7 separate regions of the Mus musculus genome follow, and regions 1, 2, 3, 5, 6 and 7 are each linked to region 4. The links are chromatin contacts, called in public promoter capture Hi-C maps. All regions are on one chromosome and are shown on one strand. Each heading gives the region's core, a stretch centred on a gene start, on an enhancer-like site or on the middle of the called end of the contact. The rest is flanking DNA. Distances are from core to core; before and after follow the strand shown.

Evidence for each region. Promoter capture Hi-C pulls out the DNA fragments that hold promoters and counts their contacts.
Region 1: a promoter capture Hi-C map of liver shows a contact between it and region 4, with 8 times the contacts expected there. The contact joins the promoter of Arhgef40 here to the promoter of Oxa1l in region 4. A contact is called at or near these places in 2 of 39 promoter capture datasets (hippocampal neurons and liver).
Region 2: a promoter capture Hi-C map of liver shows a contact between it and region 4, with 7 times the contacts expected there. The contact joins the promoter of Zfp219 here to the promoter of Oxa1l in region 4. A contact is called at or near these places in 2 of 39 promoter capture datasets (hippocampal neurons and liver) and 1 of 9 other capture datasets (pancreatic islet).
Region 3: a contact with region 4 is called in a promoter capture Hi-C map of liver, with 6 times the contacts expected there. The contact joins the promoter of Mettl17 here to the promoter of Oxa1l in region 4.
Region 5: a contact with region 4 is called in a promoter capture Hi-C map of hippocampal neurons, with 9 times the contacts expected there. The contact joins the promoter of Rab2b here to the promoter of Oxa1l in region 4.
Region 6: a promoter capture Hi-C map of pre-B cells shows a contact between it and region 4. The contact joins the promoter of Hnrnpc here to the promoter of Oxa1l in region 4. A contact is called at or near these places in 2 of 39 promoter capture datasets (liver and pre-B cells) and 1 of 115 datasets of contacts at active chromatin or transcription factors (astrocytes).
Region 7: a contact with region 4 is called in a promoter capture Hi-C map of pre-B cells, with 6 times the contacts expected there. The contact joins the promoter of Cenpj here to the promoter of Oxa1l in region 4. A contact is called at or near these places in 2 of 39 promoter capture datasets (hippocampal neurons and pre-B cells).

The regions. Positions count from the first base shown.
Region 1 is chr14:51,983,555-51,987,055 of GRCm38.p6, reverse strand. Arhgef40 (Rho guanine nucleotide exchange factor (GEF) 40) reads right to left here and starts at 2,223. Exons shown (of 24, transcript NM_198249.4): 1 at 2,065-2,223. The coding sequence starts at 2,067. Gm16617 (predicted gene, 16617) reads left to right here. Exons shown (of 3, transcript NR_045728.1): 3 at 217-667.
Region 2 is chr14:52,018,460-52,022,104 of GRCm38.p6, reverse strand. It overlaps Zfp219 (zinc finger protein 219), which reads left to right and starts at 1,372. Exons shown (of 5, transcript NM_027248.2): 1 at 1,372-1,582. Tmem253 (transmembrane protein 253) reads right to left here. Exons shown (of 7, transcript NM_001033805.3): 5 at 3,453-3,563; 6 at 3,227-3,373; 7 at 2,318-2,899. The coding sequence ends at 2,819.
Region 3 is chr14:51,882,943-51,886,581 of GRCm38.p6, reverse strand. Mettl17 (methyltransferase like 17) reads right to left here and starts at 1,740. Exons shown (of 14, transcript NM_001029990.1): 1 at 1,559-1,740; 2 at 1,278-1,431; 3 at 1,060-1,194. The coding sequence starts at 1,636.
Region 4 is chr14:54,358,508-54,362,137 of GRCm38.p6, reverse strand. Oxa1l (oxidase assembly 1-like) reads right to left here and starts at 1,297. Exons shown (of 10, transcript NM_026936.3): 1 at 1,221-1,297; 2 at 670-816. The coding sequence starts at 1,283.
Region 5 is chr14:52,277,786-52,281,150 of GRCm38.p6, reverse strand. It overlaps Rab2b (RAB2B, member RAS oncogene family), which reads left to right and starts at 1,756. Exons shown (of 8, transcript NM_172601.3): 1 at 1,756-1,955; 2 at 2,166-2,237. The coding sequence starts at 1,910. It overlaps Tox4 (TOX high mobility group box family member 4), which reads right to left and starts at 2,005. Exons shown (of 10, transcript NM_023434.3): 1 at 1,919-2,005; 2 at 1,495-1,763; 3 at 1,262-1,330. The coding sequence starts at 1,500.
Region 6 is chr14:52,102,586-52,106,342 of GRCm38.p6, reverse strand. Hnrnpc (heterogeneous nuclear ribonucleoprotein C) reads left to right here and starts at 2,322. Exons shown (of 9, transcript NM_001170981.2): 1 at 2,322-2,454. It also overlaps a transcript of Rpgrip1 not described here.
Region 7 is chr14:56,570,068-56,573,575 of GRCm38.p6, reverse strand. It overlaps Cenpj (centromere protein J), which reads left to right and starts at 1,730. Exons shown (of 17, transcript NM_001014996.2): 1 at 1,730-1,838.

The sequences.
Region 1 (3,501 bases), core at 974-3,473, 2.4 Mb after region 4:
CTCGGTGGATGGGTGGGGGGTATGGGGTTTCTACACAGCCATTTTGCCAATGGATTCTCCCGAGCTCACCATCCAGATACCTTTATTGTAAGTGGAGGTATGCCCACTCACAAACTACTGCATCCTAGAGATAGTTGGTTGATAGGTGGGAAGAAAGAAGATGAGAAGACTGTGGCTATCTCAGGCCTTTATAGCATCCCTTTCTTTCATTCCCAGAACCTGTGGGATTGGCCACAATGAATCAAATGGTGGAGCCATTTGAAAGAAGATAAAGACATACCCAAAATTCTTGGAGAAGAGAGGAGGTGGTCTGATGCTATGTATTCCAGTTTTTTTTCTTTCTTTTTCTAGTTCCAGAGGGTTCTGTCTGATAACCTGTCTCAAAGACTAAGTCGTGTCCCGTACTGACCAACTCCCTAAGTGAATCATTCATTGGGCTACGTTTCTTCACTCACTTCCTAAACAACAACTCTGGGGTCTACTTCTTTGCATGTCCATATCTCTCTCAAGATGGCTTTTTAAGTTCCGTTTATCAGATGTCTTTGCTGTAAATGAGGAAAGTATTTTGCAGTATTTATTTCTCTACCTCTCTTTGCATTTACTAGCTCTCTACCCATTGCAGACGGTTCTGCTTCCACCCCAAGACAAAAATTACTTATTTTACTCTGAAATCTCTCCAGCCAGAGTTGCTTAATCCCGGCTGTTTGGGAAGATTAGGGTATTCAGACACCCCAGAGACCAGCATTCTGTGTTATCAGAGCCCAAACTTGGCTCCAAGGTGTGGGCGAGCAGACAGACCCTCAGTGTTCTCAGGACTGTGTACGTGGGTGGGAAGAAGGGTAGGGGTGAGGTTGGGTGGGCCCGAGCTCCGAAGTTAGGATCCGGGGAGCTACTGCTTGAGCAGCGAAGCAGCTGCAACCCATTAGGGGCGGTGAGCTCATGGCTGAACAAGAGTCGCAGCCACAGGAAACGGCCTCGGCAGGAGGGGAGGAGGGGTCTGGAGCAGGCGGAGGTGGGCAGGAGCCCAAGACACCAGGCCTCTGGTCGGCTGGGACCAAACGACGGGCGAGACTGAGTCAGCGCTCACTGGCCTAGTTCCTGTCTTGCTCCAACCCTCTGAGCAGGGTGATGCTTCCCAGACTCTCCGTAGACATTGCCCTGGCAGGGCCTCTCCCCCTCCTCCACTCTGCAATGAGCATTATAGGCTGCACCCGCCTGGGCAGTGGGCGCTCTCCCCGTAGTACTTCATAGTACTTCTGGCCGGAAAGTTCCGGGCTTAGTGTTCACTCTGGTTGACATGGGCTTCTGGTACCCTGAGCTGCTGCTCTCCGAGCCTCTGCTCTACAGGATTCCATCCAGATCCCTCCCTGCAGCGACAGTGCTCTGAGGCAGGCACTGTCAGGAACAGCTCAGTTCCCTGCAGCTGCATGAACCTCGGGGAACTTTGTCCCAAAAACTATGGTTTTGGCTCTGGCAACGTCACGCCCATTGGTACTGCGGAACACCCCCTACCCACCCCCAAACAGCCCCCTTTCTGTGAGGGAATTTCCCTTTGGACATGCCCTTTGGCCCTGGCCCAGCCACAGCTGTGGCTAGTCCCTCAGGGCCGGATGGGTGGGCCCATCTCACCGGGTTTGGGGACTGGGATGGAAAATGGTGGTTCCAGGCAGGTCAGTTCTCATGACCCAGGACAGTGCCCTTTCAAGGGCTGCCGCCAGACCAACTCGCAGAGGGTCTCCAGGAGTGAAAAACTGAGATAGGGAGGGGGAGGGAAAACTCAGCAAAAGAAGACTGGGTAGGACCAAAAAGACCGGGGGTGGGATGTGTGCAAAGACCATCGAAGGATGGGGAGGTGGCACAGAAGAAAGAAAGGGTCATGGCAATACTCGGTAGGGACTGAGCAGGCAGCAGGACCGCAGATCGAAGAAAAGAAGGGGGGATGGGAGGGTGGAGAGTCTCCGAAGCGCCAAGGAGCGCTAAGCGGGCACAAGAGGCACGGGGCTGGGGGCCCGGAGCGGGCTGCGCGAAGGCCGAGGGGACACCGGGGTGCTTCGCGGGACTCACCATGGCTCGGCGTCGGGAGGTGTCCCACTCTCCGGCGGGCGGGCGGGGCGGGTGAGCCACCGCCTCCCTCCGGGCGCTCAGTCTCGCCGGGTCTAGCTGCAGGACAACTCGCGCGGCGACCGCGGCTCTCCCCGCTCGTTCGGCAGCCCAGGCCGCGGGGGCCCCGCCAGGGAGGGCCGAGACGGCCGCCTGCACCGCCCCGCCCAGCCCGGGACCCCAGCCGAGAAGCCCCCCCAACCCTGGCCACAAGCCTCGCCTCCGCTCCCCTGGCTGTCTGCTGCCAGCCCGCCCCGCCCCCTCCGAGAACCGCCCAGCTGAGGACGCCCCGGGTTTCCCGCGTCTTCTTCGCTCTGCGGGATCAGTTCAGCCTCAGCTCGGGACCCTGCAGGGGACCCGCCTAGGTCCCAGGTTGCCCGGCGGCCAAAAGCCTTCTTCCATCTCTAGGGTCCATGACACATCTCCGGTCCGTGGCAAGGCTTGGCAAGGTCCTGGGGCCCAGGTCGATCCACAGCCTTTAGTTCCCTTTAGGTAGAGCTGAAGGCCGGGAAATTAGGGTATTCCCCCAAGCCTTGGGCGTTTGCCCGCCCTTCTTCCCCTTCCACCTTCTTGGGTCTCAAGGCTCCATGAGACTACAATGGGCTCCTGTGTGCAGCCTGGGGAGGGCGGGGGATGAGGGGAATTACGAAGTAAAGGCTTGGCATGTGGGGTGGGGGGATATGTGTCACGGCTGAGAGGCCAGGGCCCCGGGATCAGGATCCCTCTGTAGGGTCTGGGGGCGTTTGCGGAGTTGCTCCACGCTGCCTTTGCCTTTTTCTCTACCTTAGACCCCTGTTGCTCTGCGGTTAGAGAAGGGGAAGCAACAGTTCCCGGATTAGACCCCACGCTTTAGTACTGATGTCAGATCTTTCCTTCTTGTTGCAGGGCGATAGTGGCCCATATGCTAGGGCTTTTGGCAGTGACTATTATCTTACACTTCAGACAAAAGGGGCTAGGCTCCTTTAATTTTTTTTTTTTTTTGCCTCACCTACAAACTCGAGTATCACTTCTACATGGAAGTGAAGGCCGAGTGGGGTCTCTCAAAAAGGCTTGAGGAACCGCAGCACATCAAGGGGTTGCCCTGCCTGTCTCTGAGTCACAGACTGGTCCAAAAGGTGGACATTTGGGAGGCGATCTGAAAGGTACTCATTTCCCAGAGAGATCGTGAAGGTGTTGGCATTGCAGTTAGAGGGTAAAGTTTATTTAGAAGACGTGTGGTAGTGGATACAGTCGATGAGGCTTGGAGCAGGAGGAGAAGAAAGGGCCTCCATGACAGGCTCTTTTCATCTTAGGATGCTACATTCTGCCCCTTTTCCTGTGGGTCTGGAGAAGGGAGAAACTTAATTCATGGGGATGACACGAGCCCTCTGGTTCATAGGGTTAAAAAAGAATCTCAAGCAG
Region 2 (3,645 bases), core at 123-2,622, 2.3 Mb after region 4:
AATACTTAAAATAAGAGTGTTCTAAATTTCTGACTTCTATTCAAATCCGGAAACCATGGCACTACCGGAGCCAGAGCTGCCCACGGCAGTAGCTGGTGGAGTTGAGGACAGACATCCATTTAGCAGTGTGTACTGCTGAGTTCCCAGCAGTTCTCACTTCACAGGCAATCTAGTTCACTCACTTACACCATTATCTGCCTTCTTAGACAATTTATTTTCCACCTCTCAAGGGCCTCATCATTTTAGAGGTCTTGTGCATGACTCTATTTTCGCCATATGATTCAGTAAGATAAGCAGAAGAAGCATGGTGTAATGGCCATGCAAATGAAGTGTAGTTCAGACAGATCTTATGCGCTCAAGCAACAGAGCCAGAATCTAGGTCTCCTGACGCCTGGTCTTGTTTTTCTCCCACTAAGAATTTCACACGGAAGCTCACTGAACTAAACAAGGAGAAATAGGCATGGTTGCTAGTAGACAAATCCCAACTGCGGAGCCATTCAAGCTTCACCACAAATTTCCAACCTTTTCCTTAAATTGTTTGCTCCCCCTCATATTCTATAGTATCTTCCCCAGGAAACTGAGTGAGGCTTTACGACTTAATTTGGCCAACCAATTGTGATGGAAGTTAACATGTATCCATTTGGCGAGCAGCACTGCAGAATTCATAAACAATTCTTCACACTTAGTTCACGATGTAGTGGGGGAGGCAAACTTATGGTGACACAGTAGGGTCTTCATACAGTAAGGCTCAGTCAAGCATGGTGAGTGGCACGTGCCTTTAACTCCAGCACTTACAGGCATGTGGATCAAGGTCTACATGGCAAGTTCCAGGCAGGCAAAGATACATGTGAGACCCTGCCTTTTAGAAAAGAAAAGAAAAGAAAAGAAAAGAAAAGAAAAGAAAAGAAAAGGAAAGAAAAGAAAAGGAAAAAAAATTGAGCCTCCAGCATCTTAGGATCTTAATAATTTACAATGAACAAAGGCCCTTGTCGGTTATTCTGGACACAAAGTAATGAGAAATAAAACCAGAGGTTTTGGCCCTGAGTGTTCAGCATTGTTAAGAGACCCATTTATACGGTCCTTGAGTTTCTCTTAAGATGCAGAATGCAATATCCAGGTTTCCGATTACCGCGGTAAAAGCTGGAAGACAGCTAATTGCTGTTTTCTCTTTATAGTTTCTTTGGCCACTACGTCCTGACTTTGAAGAAAAATATTCTTTTCTCAGAGCCCTTCACTATCCCTGCAGTTTGATTGGGGGAAGAGAAAACATGGAGGAGGCCCGGATTGCGTTCTCTCCATTCCAGAGCCTGATCCCAGATCTGTCTCCACCCACTAATACTCACACGTAACTTTGTCATAGGGCGACTATTACCACTCCCAAGGTGTCACAAACAGAAAGGATCTGCAGCTGGCGCCACTGCAATGTCAAGGCAAGCCAGCCAGGCTGCGCTCTAGCCTCACTGGTACCTGGGCTTGCCTGAGCCCGGAGAAGCAGCATTCTCTAGGGAAAAGAAGCCTTCTCAAGTGGGAACAAAAATGAATGTGAGGCGAACACCCATCCCGGGCACTATGTGAATTTGGGGTGAGTTCTCTTAGGCCTAGTCAATCTCTACTTTTTAGCAGCTACTAAGCTGTCCCCCCTCTCCCCGGTGCTATTGGGATCCACCGTTTTCCTGGGCTTTCTCCGCTCCCCCAAACCAACCGAGTCTATCATCTTTGTACACTTGCAGAGGTCATAAGTGGTGTGGGCACAGTACAAAAAGAGCTTCAGCGACCGTACCGCTGCAGGGATCAAAGGCCCGCCGGGGGCGGCCGAAAGGCTGAGCCTGCGCAGTCCTGCTCCCGCCTTGGAAAGGGTGGCGGCCACGCGGGCTCGGTCCACCAGCGTGCTCGCTAGAGGCGGGAAAGTCTTAGGTCGGTACCCCCGCCTGCCCAGCCAGCCTGTCCTCTCCAGCTCCCGGCCCGGGGGGGAGGGGGCGAGGAGGGCCGGCGCCTCTGACTCATCATCTCCAACCCCCTTCTCGCGCGCGCTCCAAGTCTCAGGACTTTGAACCTGGGCACTCGCGCGAGGGGCGCGGCGGCAGCACCAGGGGAAGCGCGGCTTGGCCCGGCGCCGACCCCCAGCCTTTGTCAGTACCGGCAGCTGCGGGCACGAGGGCTAGAGACCCGCAGCCGGTGGCGGTGACCTGGCCGCGGTGGCGGCGCCTCTGTGCGCGACGGCCCTCCCGGCGCCTCCCCGCACGCGGGGCCAGTGGTCGCGTCCGAGGAAAACTCGGCTAGGCCTTGCTCCCAGCGCCTGGCGTCACTCAGCAGATGCACAGCGCCCCCGCCGCCGAGGGAAGGCTCTTTATTTTGCAGTAGGTCACGGGGTAGCGGGGCATCCTGGGATTTGTAGTCTCGGGTGAATTAGGCAGGACCCGGATCCAAGGGAGACCTGGAGCACAACCGACGCGGATTCTGGGTTGGCTGGTGCAGCAACCCGGCTTGGAGTGGATGGGATTGTGAAAGGTGAACAGTGAGAGGAGGCAGATGTGAAATGAAGCTGGATGGAGAGGCAGGGAGGAAGAAGTCGAAGAATGCAAGGGAGGAAGCTGCTTGACGAGGCGTGAGGTGAGGGAGGTCTCTAGTCCAGAAATTATCTCCCTCTAGTGGGGAAGAGAAGAGAAATGGGCCTGGGTTGAGGGGAAATTGAGGGCACTCTGGGCTTCAGGCACATTCTGGGGGAAGTCCAGTTATAGTCCAAGGGAGGTGCAAGACGCAGAAGTGCCTGGAGATGTCCCCCTTGGCGTAGGGGGACAGTGGCACCTGTCTTGCCCACTCACTCATCCGTCCTATTTCCTGTGCTAGCCACCACGGGACCATTCTCCAAACCAGAAACCTCCTCCATCTCAGAGAGGCCCTGAAAACAGATGCGAGCAAATTTTGGGGTCAACCAAGGGGAAACCCCGGGTAGAAGCAACCCCCTTCCAGTTTTTCCAGTCTTTCCAATAGTACATTATGGCAGCTTCCTAACGTTTATGCACGCGTGTAGCTCCAGTCATTAAATACCCAATTCTTTCACAAACATCATTAGGGAACTAACGTCCAATGCCAGAAAGCCAATCAGTTTCAGCCCTTCACTTCCCTACGGCCCTACTATGTGCTCTTAAGCCTACAGACAAGGACAGCCAGATTAAAAGTTAGCTGGAAGCTGGCTGCTTCATGCTTTCCTCCCTGTACCCCCTACCTCCTGTAGCTCCCGGTACTGCAGCCTTGACCTCTTGAAGTATCCAGGCTTCCTCTGGCTCAGCAAGAACAGGGCATATGTGGAGACCAGCACTCCCGCTAGGGTGAAGGCCTCCGCGCTCAGCTCCAGCACCAGCAACCCTGTCGACTGCAGGTCGTAGGGTGAGGATGCTTTTGTGGGTATAGCCCCTGTTTTCTTCTGCCCTTCCGCCTTCATTTACCAGTACCTGGGAGGAGTCCATAGAGGCAGTTCCCAAGGCTGTCTTCATCACCTCTATCACCACCGCAACGAAGCCCAAGATCAGGTTGAAGGTGTTGGATATCATCATGGCCCGCACCTACCAGTGAGCCAGCTCAGCCCTGACCAGCTTGGGAGACTCACTGCAAACTCAAACTCCACCTACGACCTAGCTGAAAACA
Region 3 (3,639 bases), core at 491-2,990, 2.5 Mb after region 4:
ATATTTACTTCTTGTGTGCATATAGGTCCGAGTCAGTTCTCACCTTCACCCATTTGGTAGAAGGTCATCAGGTTTGGTGGTGAGTGCTTTTTTACTCTGTACCATCTCTCCTGTCCATGTGATAAAAATAAAAGCCAGGATAAGGGCACTTTTATAGACTTTTTCACTCTCTGACACTTAGGAGTGAGACATCTTCAATATTACCATAGAAAGGGGCTTGAAAATCCAAGTCTCCGGACTGTGTGGAGCTCTGTACCACTGGGCAAATTTCTACAAACACCTACAGTAGTGGCTTGAATGACAATGGCCCCATTTGCTCCCCAATGGCTCATCCGCTGGAATGCTTGGTCACCAGGGAGTAGCACTACGTGAAAGGATTAGGAGGTGGGCTTTGAGGTTTCAAAAGGCCATGAGAAGCCCAGAGTCTCGCTCTGTTCCTGCAGTTCCCGATGCAGATGCAGAACTCTCAGCTATTTCTTCAGCACCATGCCTGCCTGCATGCTGTCATGCTGACAACCGACTAAACCTCTGAAACTGTAAGCCAGCCCCAGTTAAAAGCTCTCTTTTCTAAGAGTTGCCGTGATTATGGTATCTCTTCAACAATAGAACACTAAGACACTACCCTGAACCAGGTACTGTGGGACGTGCAGGGAATACAAGAATAAAAGGCAAATTTACAATATGAAGTCCATAGTCTTAAAAATAATCTGAAATGTAATAATTTTCTATCCGAGGTGGGGTTTCGTGTTTACTGAACTGCCTGCCATATGGCCTTTACTTACCTGAATCAAAATATAGTCATAATCTCTTTGACTTGCAGCGGTGGAGGGGAAATTTTTTATAAAAAAACCCGAAAGACCAAAACTTCTGACCTTTACCCAATCTCCAAGGGCAACCTCTGGCCCAACCTACCTTCTTAGCAGGGCATCATCTAGTAGGGCTGTTACTACAGCATCAAATGAGAAACAGCAGTATTTATCTGAGAGATTTAAATTATTCTTTGATCCTAATTTCTCGTTGACATTTTAATCTGGTTTGCCTTTTAGTTTTAAGCCCTACCTTGTTTTTCCAGGAATTTTTTCTCAAGATACGCAGCCCGTCTTTGCAACTCCTCCGGCTCTACAGGTAAATGTCGGCTCCAGAGATAGTTGGTGAGTGCTTGCACCTGCTTCTCTACACTGCGCATGGGTCTCTCTGTGGTCACAGATGGAAAGGGTCATCGCTGCGTGCTGGCCTCGTTTGGTTTTATCTGGCTTCCCCTTCCCGCAGTTTCTCACCAAAAAGCATTAACTGTGCGGCGTCAGCCAGTGCTTGCGGCAGCTGGACGTGCGGAAGATGCAGGATGCCGGGATGCTTTCGATGGGGCTTCTTCCCCAGGAAATCCGACCCGTTGTCTACCTGGGACACACCGGGCACAAGGGCGGCGTATGCCTGCAGACAGCGAAAGAAACAGAATGGTTGCAGGTGCTTGCTGCCCGAGGCATCGCCGAGGTCGCTCCTCCTCCGAGAGATGTCTCTGGAAACCCAGTTCTCCGCCAGCAGAGGAAGATGCACTTACTCGGGACTGGGGTCCTCGAAGGCTGCGGCAGGATCTGCAGAACAGCAGCAGAAATCTCGGTGTCCTGGCGGTGGCCATGGCTTCAGGACACACCGGAAACGGAAGTACACATGCCTGTAACCCTCAGCCCAAGCAGCTAAGAGCATCTTCCGTGGAACTTCGACCCGGACGGTATCAACTAATGAGAAGAGGGAGTATTTGCTAACAGCCAATAAGCGACCTTATGTACCTTATGTACGTCTCTGCGAAGAAGGCCGTTCGTGGGAGGGGCTTAGCCTTCAGAAGGGGCGTGGTCTCAATGCTGAGCGTGGCTGCGGGCGAGACCAACCCGGCTTGGGCGTGTTTTGTGATGGGGAGGGATCAGTCTCACGGGTTAGGGGGGGCTAGTGGGGTAGGAGGGAGAGGGGTTGGGGGAGTAGGGAGATGGGGGCGGCGTGGAGGGGGAAGCAGTCTCACTGGGGTGGGGAGATAGAAGGGGACGTGGGGGGGTGGTAGGGAGTGGGACTTGGGAGGACAGAGGCGGGGGCAGGGCTGGGCGGGGGTGGGGGCAGGAGTGGGGCTGAGAGTGGGGTAGGCAGGTGAAAAGGAAAGTGTGGACTTTCTTTGTTTTCATTTGGTGCTGTAGAATTCTGAACCGTGGCTAGTTTCCCTTTGTGAGACGGGACAAGACCATAACAAAAATCAGATTTAGGCAGTCAACGATGAGCGCTAATAACTATTACAGTTTGCAAATTAATAAATATAAAAATTAGCTTACTTTTTTTTCACATTTGTTGTCTGCGAGTTTGCTCCAGGTTTTCTATCAAGAGCTTCCCACGTAGCACACCGAATTCCCGCCATCTTATTTCCACAAACATCTGTTGCTAACTTAATTTTTCACGTGGTTAATTTACCCAAGTTCATGAACTTAATAGGTGATAGCTGAATTAAGTGCTAGGGAGTCGAAAGTCAGAGTTACATTTTTAAACAATGCACCGTACTGGGTATTGTTGGTCCTTGAAATGCAAATGGAGAATTTTAAGCTAAATGTTCGAAGGGTTAATCAGTGTGTGTGTGGGGAAACAACAACAACAACAACAAAACCCCCCAAAACCTGGGGCTGGAGAGATGGCTCAGCGGTTAAGAGCACTGATTGCTCTTCTAGAGGTTCTGAGTTTAAATCCTAGCAATCACATGGTGGCTCACAACCATCTGTAAGGGGATTTGATGCCCTCTTCTGGCCTGTGGATGTATATGCAGCAGAGCACTCATACATCTTTAAAAAAAAAAAAAAAAAAGACTCATGGACCTGTAAATTCTTGGGTCCCGGCAGCAGTACTTTACCCAGCTGTGGTTTCCTCTTTAGCCTCTTGGGGGCAGAAGTTAGCTGACAGGACGAAGAGTACTCTATAGTCTTCAGTCCAATTAGAAAAGTTACAGGACCATATATGGGTATCTGTGTGAGCTGGATTCTTAGATGCTTGGTTTGTCTTATGTGGGTAGTAGAGGTTTGATTTTATCCAATGACTCTCTGGAGACTCGAGGGAGTGTGTATGTACGACAGCTGTGGAAAAGGTGTTACCTACTGCAGTCTTTTGAAAGTTTGCTTCGCCCTCCCCCCTTCCTCCCCCTCCCCTCCCACTCCCGCGCGCGCGCGCACAGACACAGACACACACACACACACACACACACACACACACACACACACACACACACACACACACACACACACACACACACACATAGAGCCCTGGTTGGCTGGCCTGGAACTCAATATGTAGATCCACCAACCTCTGTCACTCAAGTGGTTAGTTTGAAGGCCTGTGCCACCAATGCCCAGCCTATACTTTGCAGTTGTTATACTTTATTATTATTTTTCATGTTAAATTACTGGCTTGTGCTGAAACAATAAAATATCTCTGCCACTTACAGATCTGCCCTGATAGATTGATTGGGTTGATGTTGTTGTTGTTTTTGTGGGCAGGTGTCAGAGTATAGGATATGTATAACCTTCTAGGGTCTGGCATTTGGTGGTCAGTTGATTCTGGAGCAGTGACAGTTGATGCCTTTAAAGCCTTGTTATAATGATTAAATGTGATAAT
Region 4 (3,630 bases), core at 48-2,547:
GCCCTGGCTGTCCTGGAACTCACTTTGTAGACCAGGCTGGCCTCGAACTCAGAAATCCACCTGCCTCTGCCTCTCAAGTGCTGGGACTAAAGGCGTGCGCCACCAACCGCCAGGCTTAATTTTTTTTTATCTTGTGTGTGTGATGTATGTAGGCATGCATGCCACAGCATGTGTGGAAGTCAGAGATGAACTTTGTGTGGCGCCTTCTTCCTTCATTATTTATTTATTTATTTTTTTTCATTTTTGAGACAAGGTCACACTACACAGCTCTATGTTGACCAGGCTGGTTTTGAATTCAGAGATCTATCCATCTCTGCCTCCCAAGTGCTGGGGTTACTAGGATTGTGCCACAACCTGCTCCACCTTTACTTGGGTTCCAGGGTTGGCACTCGGTTTACCAGGGTTGCAATAGCAAGAGCTTTTGTACAGCAGGGTCATTTTGCCTGCCCTACAAATTTCTCAGCACTTTTAGGCATTTCCTCACTGAGTTGCCTGAGATGAGAATCTACTTCTACTCCAAACAGGTTAATATTAGGAGGAACTTAGGAGGAGTGTGAGAACTCTGCTACACATTCACTGTCTCCCGCAAAACAAAACAAACAAAACAACACAGAACCAAAAGAAAGGGGCCAAGAAGTCGTGCTCCTTTCCTCAGCGGGAACCTCTTACCTGGGCTTCTGCAAAGAGGGTGGCAGATGTACTGATGCAGCGAGGAGTGAAGACGGCGAGAAGAGCACAGGGTGGCCGCCCGTTACCCCGGCGGGCTGCGAGGAGCTCGGCGGCCAGCGGTCTCAGGGACACTGCGACGCTATGGTACTGACCATGTGAAAGGAAGGGAAGGCCTTGAGTCCCAGCCGACCCGCCTCTCCCGCAGACAGCCTGCGGTTGCAGCAGTGGGGCGCTGCAACTCTGCTCGCACAGACTACAGGCCCCGAAGCCATGCACTGGAGCGTGCAGGGTGCAGCTCCGGTTAGGGTCTCCCGCATCCTGTTACCGAAGCCCGGGGACGGGGCCCAGAGGTCACGGCTCAGGGTCGCAGGCAGTTTCCAAACAGCTACAGAGAAACCAGGCCACCAACCCCGGGACGTAACCCGGTGGTGCCCTCACGCGACCGGAGGTCATGACTCGCAGGTCGCAGTGACCAGGTCAGCATCTGCTCGTGACCTCAGCTCAGGTGACAAGGACAAGGCAGCATCCCCGCGCTTTGGACGGAACCTTACCGAACGCTGGGGTCGTAGGAGTCGCAGAAGCTGCCAGCGACCGCACACTAAATTCCTCGCCATCTTGCCGGGAAGAGGGAACTTACTCTCGCGCACGCGCACTCAGAACTTTGACGCTGCGGGGGAGGCCATTTTGGAAATGGGCAGGCAGTCAGACCTGACGTCACAGATCAGGTAGTGAGGGAGAATGAAGACAGGCGATGGTATTTGAAGTGGTTTAAAAAAGTCAAGATTCCGCAGAGATTGAAACTAAGAGACAGAGGCAGGCGGATTTCTGAGTTCGAGGCCAGCTTGGTCTACAAAGTGAGTTCCAGGACAACAGCCAGGACTATACAGAGAAACCCTGTCTCGAAAATCAAAAAAAAAAAAAAAAAAAAAAAAAAAAAAGAAAAGAAACTAAGAGACAGGATGCGCTGTTAAGTGGCAGTGTAAACATAGCATATTTCCTGTTTTCCCTTCCATTTCCCAAACTGTAATTGTTCCCTGGGTTAAAATAATTCTTGGATTAAAAATGGCCTTTACTCTTGGAATAGTGCCTCAAATCTATAATCCCAGCATTTGGGAGGCGGAGGCAGGAGGATTGCCTAAAATTCGAGGTGAATCTTGGTTACCTATTGTGTTTAAGGCTAGCCAGGACTGCAGAGAGACCCTGCCTGTCACAAGAAGATAATGAATAAACAAAATCTCAAACTAGAATTAACCCCACAAACAGGCAAACCAGAAAGGCGAAAACAATAGCTTTTACATCTGTGCTTGGCGTGGGTTTTTTCTTACTGCAAGGTAATATTGTAATTACAGATCCAATGAAATTTGAAAGTAGCCTGGAATCTGACAAAGCTATAGGGAAGGCAGTTTCCGGGAAATAACCGAGGAAACTAAAGATGAAAGTTGAACTTGATGTCTTGGATCTGTTGTCTCAAGATTGTTACTATCTATTTGTAGATTTTGTTGTGTATTTTTTGAAACTAAAAGCTTCCCTAAAGCATAAATTGAAATAAGGTGGGTATGGTGCTGCACGCCTGTGATCCCAGCACTGAAGAGGAAGCTGACTCAGGTAAGTGGTGAGTTCAAGGCCAGCCAGGGTTAAAAATGGAGACCTTATCTTAAAAAAAAAAAGTAATGTGAAAAATAAATTACTGCTCAGGAAGGAGGGGGTTGATCACATATACTTCTTCATATGCTACTAGATACTTTGGAGGAATAAAAACTTATTTATTTCATAGATGTCGTGTGTTGTATGAGTGTACATTCTCGGAGGCCAGAAGAGGGATGGAGTTAGAGGTGTTTGTTGCATAAGTGTTGGGATCTGAACTCTGGTATTCACCATGGTGCAGCAAATAGTCTTAACCGCTGAGCCATATCCAACCCCGAAATTTGCGACTTTTATTTTGGAGAGAGAGAGAGAGAGAGAGAGAGAGAGAGAGAGAGAGAGAGAGTGTGTGTGTGTGTGTGTGTGTGTGCGTGCACATATTCTTATGTATGTACATAGCAGCTCACAACCACATACACCTCCAGTTCCAAGAGTTCTGACACCTTTGTCTGTCTCTATGGATACTAGGCAAGTGTGTGGTACAAATACATATAAGCAAGCACAACACTCATATATGCATGCCTAAATGTCTGTCTGTCTATCTATCTATCTATCTATCTATCTATCTATCTATCTATCTATCTATCTATCTATCATCTATTGTCAGATGTGGTGGGAACAGGCCTTTAATATCAGCATTCAAAAGGCAGAGACAGATGTCTTTCTGTGAGTTTGAGACCAGCCTGGTCTACACAGTGAGTTCTAGGACAGCAAGGACTGCATAAAGAAAGTCTGTCTCAACAAACAAGCAAAGCAAAAATCAAACAAAAATCTTGGAAAATTTTATCTTTTTTGTTTAGGCAAAATTAAATATTACTTTAAGGAAGACAATACACGCTAACAATTTCAACAATGTAATAGTCACATTATTTAATATCTGATAAAATTTAATAAGCATGATGTTCAATAAAAAATGAACAGAGCTAAAAAAAAAAAATCAGGGCTGGAGAGATGGTTCAGTTAACCTGAGTGTGATTCCTCACACTCATACAGTGGGCTCAAAACAGTCTCTATTTCCAAATCCAAGAGATTTGATGCTCTCTGCTAGTTCATCGGGTATCAGGCACTCCACATAGTGCACAGACATACATGAGGGCAAACACTCATACACATAAAATAAAAATAAATGATTTTTAAAAATATGAAATATCAGCCAGGTAGTGGTGACATACACCTTCAATCCCAGCACTACAGAGGCAGAGGCAGGAAGATCTCTGTGAGTTCAAGGCCAGCCTGGTATACAGAGTGAGTTCCAGGACAGTCAAGGTTACACAGAGAAACTCTGTCTGGAAAAACAAAAACAAAACAAAATGGGGAAAA
Region 5 (3,365 bases), core at 507-3,006, 2.1 Mb after region 4:
GAGAGAGAGAAAGAAAGAAAGAAAGAAAGAAAGAGGAAAAGAAAAAGGAAAGAAAAGAAAAAAAAACACCAAAAAACCAAACCAAACCAAACCAAAACAAAAAACAAAAAGCAAAAGCAACTAGCAATCACTCACTGTCAATCATCTCTCAACCATAACAATGTTCCCACAGGATAAACCGACACAACAGCAATGGATAACTACTTTTGGTGCAAACAACCGTGCAAATGAATTCACAGCACTTTGGGAGGTAGTATATAATCCTCAAAAGATGGACCAAGGCTCAAGTTCTCAAAAAAAAAATGGTAAAATTTCATACACTGCAGCTTTGACTTTCGCTTGCTCAAATAAGTTTTATGCTTTCTAATAGGAAAATCTGTCAACCAAAAGTTTTCCTGAATATCTTACAGCAGTGGCTCTCAACGTTCCTAATGCTGCATGGACCCTTTATTATGGTTCCTCATATTATGGTGACCCCCAACCATAAAATTATTTTCGCTGCTATTTCACAAATATAAGTTTGCTACTGTTATGAATCACAAAGTATCTGTTTTCCTATGGTCTTAGGTGACCCTTGTGGAAGGTCTTAGAACATCCAACAACCATTACTTCTACTTCACGCCATCTTTAAAAACCAAACCAAACCAAACCAAACCAAACCCTGTTATTATAGTCATTTGACAACTGGAATCCAAAGGTGACATAGTCAGTCTGTGATCACTGGGAAACAGGTGCACTCTACCCCCTTCTATGTTCTCTGGCAGCTATTTCTTTCCCTCTGTCGTTCTTTAGCCAAGCAAACAGATGCCACATCAGTAGGATGAACCACTTTTATCAGAAAAGACATTTCAAATAAAAGAGCCCCCTATAGAATTCAAGAAATAACAACTGTCCGAAGTTATTCCCTGCTGGATAAACAACTTTCTTTATCTCGATTTCTTTACTGAAAAAATTTTTTTTCTTTCTTGCTGTCTCCCAAGATTGTTAGTTATTTCACCCCCAACCAAAGAACAATTCCTTTCGTTCTTCCTATTCAGAACAGAAACTCCTCAAACAAGCCGTCTCTTCAACATCCTGGTTTCCTCATGACAGCCGCTTTCGGTTCTCCCCCACCCCCACCCCCTCCACAGTCCTTAGAGGAGCTCGAAGCCTCGGCCACTGTCCCCTCCAGCTCCCGCCAGCCCCCGCGCTCACCCCCACCGTCCTTCCCTAACCGCTGCCTAGGCCCTCCGGCGCCCCAGCATCAGCAGCTTTTGCTCACCTCGGCTCCTGACAGGAAAGGGTGCGAGGGCCCAGTGATCGTCAGGTAATTGTCATTTCCTCCGGGAAACTGTAAACCAAAAGAAAGCCGCGGTGGGTGAGTGAGCGGAGCAGTGGCGTGCTGAGACCCCAGCCCTCCCGAGCCCCCCTGGCTCCTCGCTGCCCTGCATTCCCGCTTCCGCTTCCCCTAGTCGGCCGCGAACCCTCATCAGCCCTCAAAGACTCGGCACCCACCTCCATCTTCACAGCACCACTACCAGCGACTCAGCGTCTCCGCGTCCGCATCGCTCCCACCGCCCCCACTAGGTTCCGAGCGCGTCACTTCCTCAAGGAGAAAGCGTCGCTCTCCGATGATTGGACCGAGTCAGGGACGCAACCAGTCTCGATCCCAGCTGCCCGAAGGGTCGCTGTCGCCCCCTGGAGCTTGGTGGGATAATGGCATGTAGAAGAGCACTGGGTGGCCCTAGAGGCGGCGTCCGGTACAGCCGATCCAGCGAAGATTTCTGGGGGAGAGCAATAGAGACGCAGCTTGAGCTAGAAGGGCTGGAGCGGAGGCAAATAAGGAGACCCGTAGATTGAGTGGCTAGAGAGGTCGGAGGTAAGTGGCTGTAGAAATCGGGAGGACCCGGAACACAGACGCCTCGGGACCATGACTTACGCTTATCTCTTCAAGTACATCATCATCGGAGACACAGGTAACCCGCCGACGGACCGCCTTCGGAGTTGGGGCGGGGATCCTACCTCCAAAATCGGCTTGGGGGCGGGGCGGGGTGAGCGGAGTTGCGCGGAGGGGGCGGGGCGAGCCCCGGGGGCGGGGCTCTGCCCCTGCCTTAGACCCTGTTCCCTGTCTGGGAGCCAGCGGCTTCCCGGGTGACGTGCGTCTAGTGAACACCGTTCTTTCGCAGGTGTGGGGAAGTCATGTCTCCTCCTTCAGTTTACCGACAAGCGGTTCCAGCCCGTGCACGACCTCACAATAGGTAAGCTATCCCCTCGTTCCAGAACAGCTAAAAGCTAGCTGCCAGAACTGCTAAAGGAGAAAGTTACAGTCTCAGTATTCTAAATAAAAAGTTACTTCTCGGCCGGGCGTGGTAGCTCGCGCCTTTAATCCCAGCACTCGGGAGGCAGGTGGATTTCAGAGTTCGAGGCCAGCCTGGTCTACAAAGTGAGTTCCAGGACATCCAGGGCTACACAGAGAAACCCTGTCTTGAAAAACCAAAAAAAGTTACTTCTCGCTACCTTGGTCTGAAATCATGGTATATGAAAAATGATAAAAGCTGGTAAGTGGAGGATAAATGATTGAAAGGTAACTTTAGAGATGGATGTAAGATACTAGTTGCCGTAGGATTTTTTTTTCTTCCAATGCAACTTGTATGTTTATGGAAAAATCCCACGGAAACATGACTGCTTATTAAACATCTCATCTGTATTTTGTTATTAACTACCAGCTTCACATGTTTTTCAACATAAACACCAACATAGGATTCTTTTAAGTCTGGAGAGGTAAAAGCCAATGTACGGACATTGCAGTTCTTCCTGCACAGACACCTCCTCTAATCTCTTCACCTTCTCTTCTTTTAGGAGCAAATAGCCTCAGATTCATTATATAACCCACACTGGACACAAACTCCCAGAGATCCTCCTGCATTAGACTCTCCCCCCCCCACCCCCTCGGGACAGGGTTTCTCTCTGTGTGGCCCTGGCTGTCCTGGAACTCACTCTGTAGGACAGGCTGGCTTCAAAAATCAGAAATCCGCCTGCCTCTGCCTCCCAAGTGCTGGGATTAAAGGCGTGCGCCACCACTCCCAGCCTCACGGACTTTCGTAATAAGTTTGTTTTTGCGCCGAGACTGGCTTTAAGCTTCCTGGGTAACCTGACCATGATTTTGACTTGATCGTCCTAAATGCTGGGATTAGATATGCACCACTATACTCAGCCTGTTTTTTAGTTTCTTACTCATTGAAATTACATTCTTATTGTTCTGAGAGAAAAAAAAAGTTGACAGTGATTTTTTTTTTCCAAAAAAATATCTTTTTGATTTTTGTTGAGGTAATAGGTATTCAGAACAGGTATTTCATATAGCACCTTAAAGTAAAAATATTTATATA
Region 6 (3,757 bases), core at 1,073-3,572, 2.3 Mb after region 4:
GCTTTGTGTTTTGCTTTAATAAAAATGCTAATAATGATGATAATAGATTTAGGGCCACTGGGATGGCTCAGTGGGTAGAGGTTCCTGCAGCCAAACCTGCTGACCCTAGTTCAATCCTTAGGACTCACTTGTAAAGGGTGAACCAATCAGCGCAGGTTTTCTTTTGTTTACTAGTGTACCTTCCAAAATAAACAATTAAATGTAAACTAGGAGCTGGGCACGGTGGCTCAAAGCTTTGATCCCAGTACTTAAGAGGCAGTCAGATCTCTAATTTAAGGTCAGCCTACAAAGTGAGTTCCGGGACAGTCAGGAGGGCTACACAGAGAAACCCAGTCTGGGAAAAGAAGAGAAAAGAAAAGAGAAGAGAAAAATAAGCCGGGTGCAGTGGCACACGTCTTTAATCCTAGCACTCAGGAGGTAGAGGCAGGTGGATTTCTGAGTTCGAGGCCAGCCTGGTCTACAAAGTGAGTTCCAGGACAGCCAAGGCCACAGAGAGAAACCCCGTCTCGTCTCAGGGGGAAGAGAGAGAGAGAGAGAGAGAGAGAGAGAGAGAGAGAGAGGGAGAGAGAGAGAGAGAGAGGGAGAGAGAGAGAGAGAGAGAGAGAGAGAGAGAGAGAGAGAGAGAGAGAGAGAGAGAGAGAGAGAGAAATAGAAGCTTTCCCTAACAGCAACACACAGATCTCCACTCTTTCTCTATTTGTCTCTTACTTTGTTGTACTGGGGATTGGACTAAGGACCTTGGGTGTGTTAAGCAAGCTCCCGATCACTGAGTCTTGTTTAATTTGTAAAAAGAGTCCTGTGTATGATGTGTGTGCCTGGTGCCCAGAGGCCAGAGGAGGGTGTTGGAACCTCCAGGAACTGGAGTTATACGATGAGCCCTTTTGTGGGTGCTGTAAATTGAACCTCTGTCTTTTGGAAGAGCAGCAGTTGTTGTTAACTGCTAAGCCATCTTTCTGGCTCCCCAATTATCTGTCTGTCTGTCTGTCTGTCAATCTACCTACCTACTTATATTTATTGTTTTTTCAAGATAGAGTTTCACTCTATAGCTCTAGCTGTCCTGAAACTTGACCAGGCTGGCTTGCACTTGAAACACTACCTAGCCCAAACTTTTCTTTTTAAAAATAAGATGTAAAATTGGGAACACATAAACTCGTTGGACTGGTTTACATAAAATAAATCTTTTGAAAATGACAAAGGCTAGGCAGGAGAGATGGCTCAGAGGTTAAGAGGACTGACTGCTCTTCCAAAGGTCCTGATCGTAACCACATGGTGGCTCACAACCATCTGTAGTGGGATCGGATGCCCTCTTCTGGTGTGTCTGAAGACAGCTACAGTGTACTCATATAAAAACAGTAAATAAATCTTTTTCTTAAAAAAAAAAAAAAAAGAAAAAAAAGGAAAGAAAGAAAAAGGCAAAGGTTTAAAGATCTAAAGATTAAAAAAAATCAGGAAATTTTTCTGGGATACAATCTCCTTTTCTCCGTAAGCTATATATACATTTCAGTGTATTTAATGTTCCTACAGTATAACCAGAGCTTTAGTGGCAGACCAAACCTGAGGGGATTAAGTAGTCTATTCTAGAAAGTGGGAAATTGAGGTGGCTGGCCATTGGGTTTGCAGACTGTGTGGCGACTTGGGACAAGGAAGCGGGTTTATAGGAGGTCGGGTAATTGCTCCTGCAGGAGAGAACTACAGAACCCAGTTGGTTTGGAGGGGGAGCTGTTCACTGAGAAGGCCATGTCCTCCCAACAGCTTATAGAATCTGGCAGAAAGAAGGGATCTGAATTTGATAATAACTGCAGAGCTAGTAGACGGCCTAGAGATAACTCTCCTCCCTTCTCAGAAGCTTGTTTGCGTTTCCCTTTTCCTAGGCCTGGGGCTAGGGCAGGCCGTTTGCACCCGCTACCAGACTCCACCCAGGCTCTCCCACCCCCGCGCCGCGGAAATGCGGTGATCTGGCCGGACCTGGGAGCTCTCAGAAGCACTGATAGGACGATGCGGCCGTCAGTCAGATCCGCCGGATACCCGGATGAGAAGCTGTGCGCGATACAAAGGCGAAAATTCCACCCAGCTTTCCGTCTGGTACATTGACCAATAACCATCCGTCAGTCACTAAGTGGCATGAAGCTGAACCAATTACTAACTAGCCTCTGTTACGCATGTGGAAATTCTCGCAATTAGCCCAACCCACCTCGGATTATGATTGGACGGAATTGTGAGGAGCGGTAGCGCTCGCTAATTAGGAGCGGGAGCGAGAAAAGTCACAGCCAATAGGAACGCCTCCAGGAACGAGGCGGGGGCTGGACTTTCGCCTCGGCGGCAGAGGAGCTCGGGGGCCATTTTGTGAGGAGACGGAGAGCGAACGGTCGTGTGGTTCTTCGCTGTTGTAGCTCCGGCGTCTCGGCGTAGACTCGCAGTAGGAGAGGCGGTCTCTTCTCTCTCTCCTTCCTTTTGGTAAGCGAAGGGGGCGAGTGCAGGGGAGGCCCTGGGCTGCTGGGCCCCGCCAGCGTGTGTAAGGGGGAAACCGGCCTCGCGGCAGAAGCCGAGGCCGCGTTTGTTCCCGTGCGGTGGGGACTTGGGTCTCATGCGGGAGGCAACAGGGCCTCGGCCTTGGCGCGGAGTCAACCTAGTGACCTCCAGGCCACGGTGCGTACGAAAATACCCTGTCTGCGCGCTCGGGTTTAACGGCTACTTTGATTTTCTTTGCCCATCAGGGATTCCAAGGGGGGACCAAGAAAGCGAAGAACGAAATGCTTGTTGATGTAATTGTCGGGGATATCTTACGGATTCCGTTATCACTTCCGAAGATAGACGCTGGGTGGGGGTAGGGGAGCGATAACATGGTGGTGTCGGACTGGAAGCTTCTAAATTCCAGGCTGGCTACATGGCATCTGAACGGCGTTTTAACAATAGGTTGAGTAATCATTACTTTTTTCCTCTAGGGGTAAAATGGTTAAAAGTCGGAGTGCTTGTGTTTGTAAAGGGAAGTGCGGAAGATTAATTTTAATTGGAATAATTACAGCTCACATTTTATCTGCAGGTTACAAATCATAAGTTAGTGGAACTTGAGGTAGGTACTACTGTCATAGAGAGAATTGAGCCTTAGAAGCGGTTGACAGGATCGTACTAGACAGGTCAAGTATTTTCACTGAGTTTCTAGGTGGTGCGCGCCTTTAATCCCAGCACTTGGGAGGCAGAGACAGGCAGATCTCTTTGAGTTCTAGGACTGCCCAGGATACACAGAGAAACTCTGTTTCGTAAATAAATAAATAGGGGGAAAGGCTTATTTTTGGGGGGAGGGGACCTGACACGGATGTTAGCAGAAAAATTTCAAGCTGGACTTGGGAACAATAATTAAAAGGCACAGCAAGGGTTTACAGCTACCTCAGTACTAGTCCTATCCCTCTAAAACTCAAAAAGGCAGTTTATAGCTATGTATGATAGTGCAGGCCAGTAATCTTTGTATTGTGGAGGCTCTGAGACAGGACCCCTTACCCATTGCAAGGCAGCCCAGGACTACATAGTAAAACCGTGCTTAAAAACAAATTAGTTTCTCTCTTGTAGGTGTTGAGTTCTTTTTTTTTTTTTTTTTTTTTTTTTTTTTGGTTTTTCAAGACAGGGTTTCTCTGTATAGCCCTGGCTGTCCTGGAACTCACTTTGTAGACCAGGCTGGCCTCGAACTCAGAAATCCGCCTGCCTCTGCCTCCCGAGTGCTGGGATTAAAGGCGTGCGCCACCACGCCCGGCTAGGTGTTGAG
Region 7 (3,508 bases), core at 481-2,980, 2.2 Mb before region 4:
ATTAAAATCTTAATAGCTACTTTAAACTTGAATGTGGAGACATGCTTTGTGGCACATACTTTGGGAAGTGAAGGCAAGAAAACTAGGAGAGAGAGAGAGAGAAAGGGAGAGAGAGAGAGAGAGAGAGAGAGAGAGAGAGAGAGAAAGGATGAGTGTGATAAAATTTGTTTATTCAGACAACAAGCAATGTGGCATAACATACTATACCAAATAAAATGTAGGCAGAAATAGTAGAGAATATTGTGATTATTGTCAAAGACACACATTTTAAGAAAATGATTTTTGGGCATGGTTTCAGGCCAAAAGAAGACCATTTGAACCCTCATTCAGCATCTTAAGTTATTAATTTACTGACTAATCAGCTTAGGGCAGTGGATGGAACTCAGCCTCTGGTACAGCAGGCAAGGTCTTTGCTACCCACTGAGCTCCATTCTCTTGTCAACATTTTAGGTGTGTGATCTTGGTAGTTTTGAACTTTGGCTTTTTCATCTATGATGTAACCTAACAAAACAAAGCAAAACAAAAACTTTTCCCGTCTCCATGTTTGAGGTGTCTGTACAAAATTTTAATTATCTTTAATAATATTGATTTATTTGAACTAATTAGTATAAAGGGCAATTCTTCTTGATGACCTTTTTATATAGAATCTCATGTTAACATACTGGCCTCTAACTTACTCTATATTGGAGGGTGACCTTGAATTTCTGATTCACCTTCCCCACCTGAGAGACTGGTCACCAATTTTGGATTATACAGTGCTGAGGATAGAACATACTAGGCAAGCATTTGATCAACCGGAGAAGAGAAAATGGGATGGCCTAGTGGTTATGGGCATTTGCTGTTCTCTCTCCCAAGATTGGGTTCAGTTTCCAGCTCCTACATGGTAGCTCACAAACATCTGTAGCTCTAGTTCCATGGGATCATGGGATCAGATGGCCCCTATGACCTCTACAGGCACCAGACACACGTCAGGGCACATACTAACATGAAGGCAAAATATGCTTGCACATAAAGTAAAAATAAAATAGTAAAATTATATATTTAAAAAACAGATGTTAGTTTACAATATTGTTCAAACCTAGTCTAAAAACTGTGGTAGCTTGAAGTGTTGTAGCATCCTAGATTAAAGGGTCATGTCTGTATTTTGGAACCCCTCTGGTGGCAAAACAAATAAACAGTGAAATCTGCGCTCAACATTCCATATATAATTTTAATATCTGCACTTTCAATATTCCATATAATTTAAACACTGAATGCACACACTTTGTGCAGCCATCGACTAGCCACATAATAGATGATTATTTCCGGAGTAAATTTTTCCACGGTTATCTTCACTTATTCGTCCTACCAATGTCACTTTTTTGTTTTAAACAGGTCTTTATTAAATCAAACCCATTCAAAGAGAAAAGCGAAGACGACGAAACTCTCCCAAACCTGTCGTCTTTTAGATTCGGTTTGAATCTCTGTGTTCCTGGCACAATGGAGTACGCTCTCTGTTACCGCAGGGGTCAGATCTCAATCGGTTGACTTCAGAACAACAGCTGTTGACCAGTGCCCGCCGCAAAAGAGCGCGCATAGAGCATCCCCTAGCAACGTTTATGGCGGTGTTGCTGGGAGTTGTAGTTTGCATGTGTCCGAGGCGCCTGCGCGCAAGCTCACACGGACTGTAGGAACTACATTTCCCAGGAGTCACTGGACCAGAGTTGGGCGGGGCCGGTCCAGGAGGCGGGGCTCTGGCTGCAGCGATGGTTGTGGCGGCTCATTCGTAAATGCCGGGCCAGCTAAGTGGTGACTATCGCTGGTCGGAGCGGTCTGAACAGCTGTTTCTTCGAAGAACGGTAACTGATGGGCGGAAGGAGCGGAGAAGCCCGTCCGCCGCCCGGTTCCTGAGAGGCCAGCTTGGGCTTTGGGGCTGGCATGGCGCGGAGGGCTTGGCGCCCGCGGGCGGCGGTGGTTCCGGGGCTTAAGCCCGCTTTGTTCTTCCGAGCACCCGGGGGATCGGTCCTCAAGGGGGTCGGCCGGGGTGCGTGTTTCTGTTCCGGGCGACACGCTCGCCGGGCCGGGTGCAGTGGCGCCGCTTGCAGTCTTTCAGGAGGCCTTATCTCGGCTTCTCCAAAAGCTTTGTTGCTTTCAAGAAGAGTTGTGTTTCAGGGGAGGCGGACCTGTCAGCTGAAAGTTTTCAGGGTCTGAATTGTCTCCTCGTATCTTCCTCAATCAAGGTCTGAATTGTCTCCTCGTAACTTCCTCCTTCTCCAGTGCAGATAATTTATGTTTTGAACAGAAAGATGTCAAAGCTTTCAATTAGTCGATTTTTTTTTAAAGGCAGCTTTACGTACAATTAACTTACGGTAATGACTACAACTTCATAAGCAGGTGGTGTTGTACCTCAGATTTTAATATCTGAGTTTACATAACATACTGTCCTAGACAGTCTATTATTTGTAGTTTACCTAGGCCTTCGTATAAGTAATAAAAAACAAATTTAGGGGAAAATTTTTGGCGTTCTTTAGACAAGGGCTTGTTATGTAGCCCAAGCTAGCCTTCCACCTCAAACACTGTATTATAGGTGTGTATCATCAATACCCAACTGTGAATCAGTATTTCAATACTTAAAACTGGCAGTACGTATAGTTTTAGGACCACAGTAATGGACTTGTAGCAAAGGTATGGAAGTTTTAGTGCTTTTTAAAAAAAGGTGTGTGTGTGTGTGTGTGTGTGTGTGTGTGTGTGTGTGTGTGAAGACGATGTTAAGATGCTGCCCTAAACCATTATTACACTTTGCTCAGTCTAACAGGGAATTGTTGACGATTTTCACATTACAGAGTGACTTTCTTTGCAGCTTGTTTACTGTCTAAATTAAGATTTATTTAGTTTTAAGATTACCTTTTACAAATATTGTTGTGTACATGATATGTGTTGGATTTCATGCATGTTCTGCATGTGTGGAGGGCAGGGGACAACTTTGTAGAGTCAGTGTCTCCTTTCACCTTTATGTGGGTTCCGGGACCAGCTCTGATCGCCAGGCGTGTACAGTTTGCACTTTACCCACTGTGAGCCATCTCTCCAGCTCTGGGTTTTCTTGCTTTTGTTTTGTTTTAAAGACAGTCTCTCACTTTACACTCACACTGTCTTTGGGACTTGCTATGTATCCAGACCGGCCTCACCCCTGTGATGACCAGCTTCCTTCCTCAGTGCTGGCATTATGCTTGTGAGACCCCATGTTTGATTTAAACATTTTTTTTTTTTTTTTTACTAAGGATGTTGAAATTTAACCAAGGTTAACTGAAAACTCCCTTCCTTGCCTTTACAGGTAGGTTCCTAATGTAAAAACAATTAGGATTATCTTTCTTACAACAGATTACAAGGAAATTACTATTCAGGAATTAACAGTTACTGGATAGCTAGTTAATGCGTGCTACTCTTTTTTGTTTTTTTGTTTTTGTTTTTCGAGACAGGGTTTCTCTGTGTAGCCCTGGCTGTCCTAGAACTCACTTTGTAGACCAGGCTG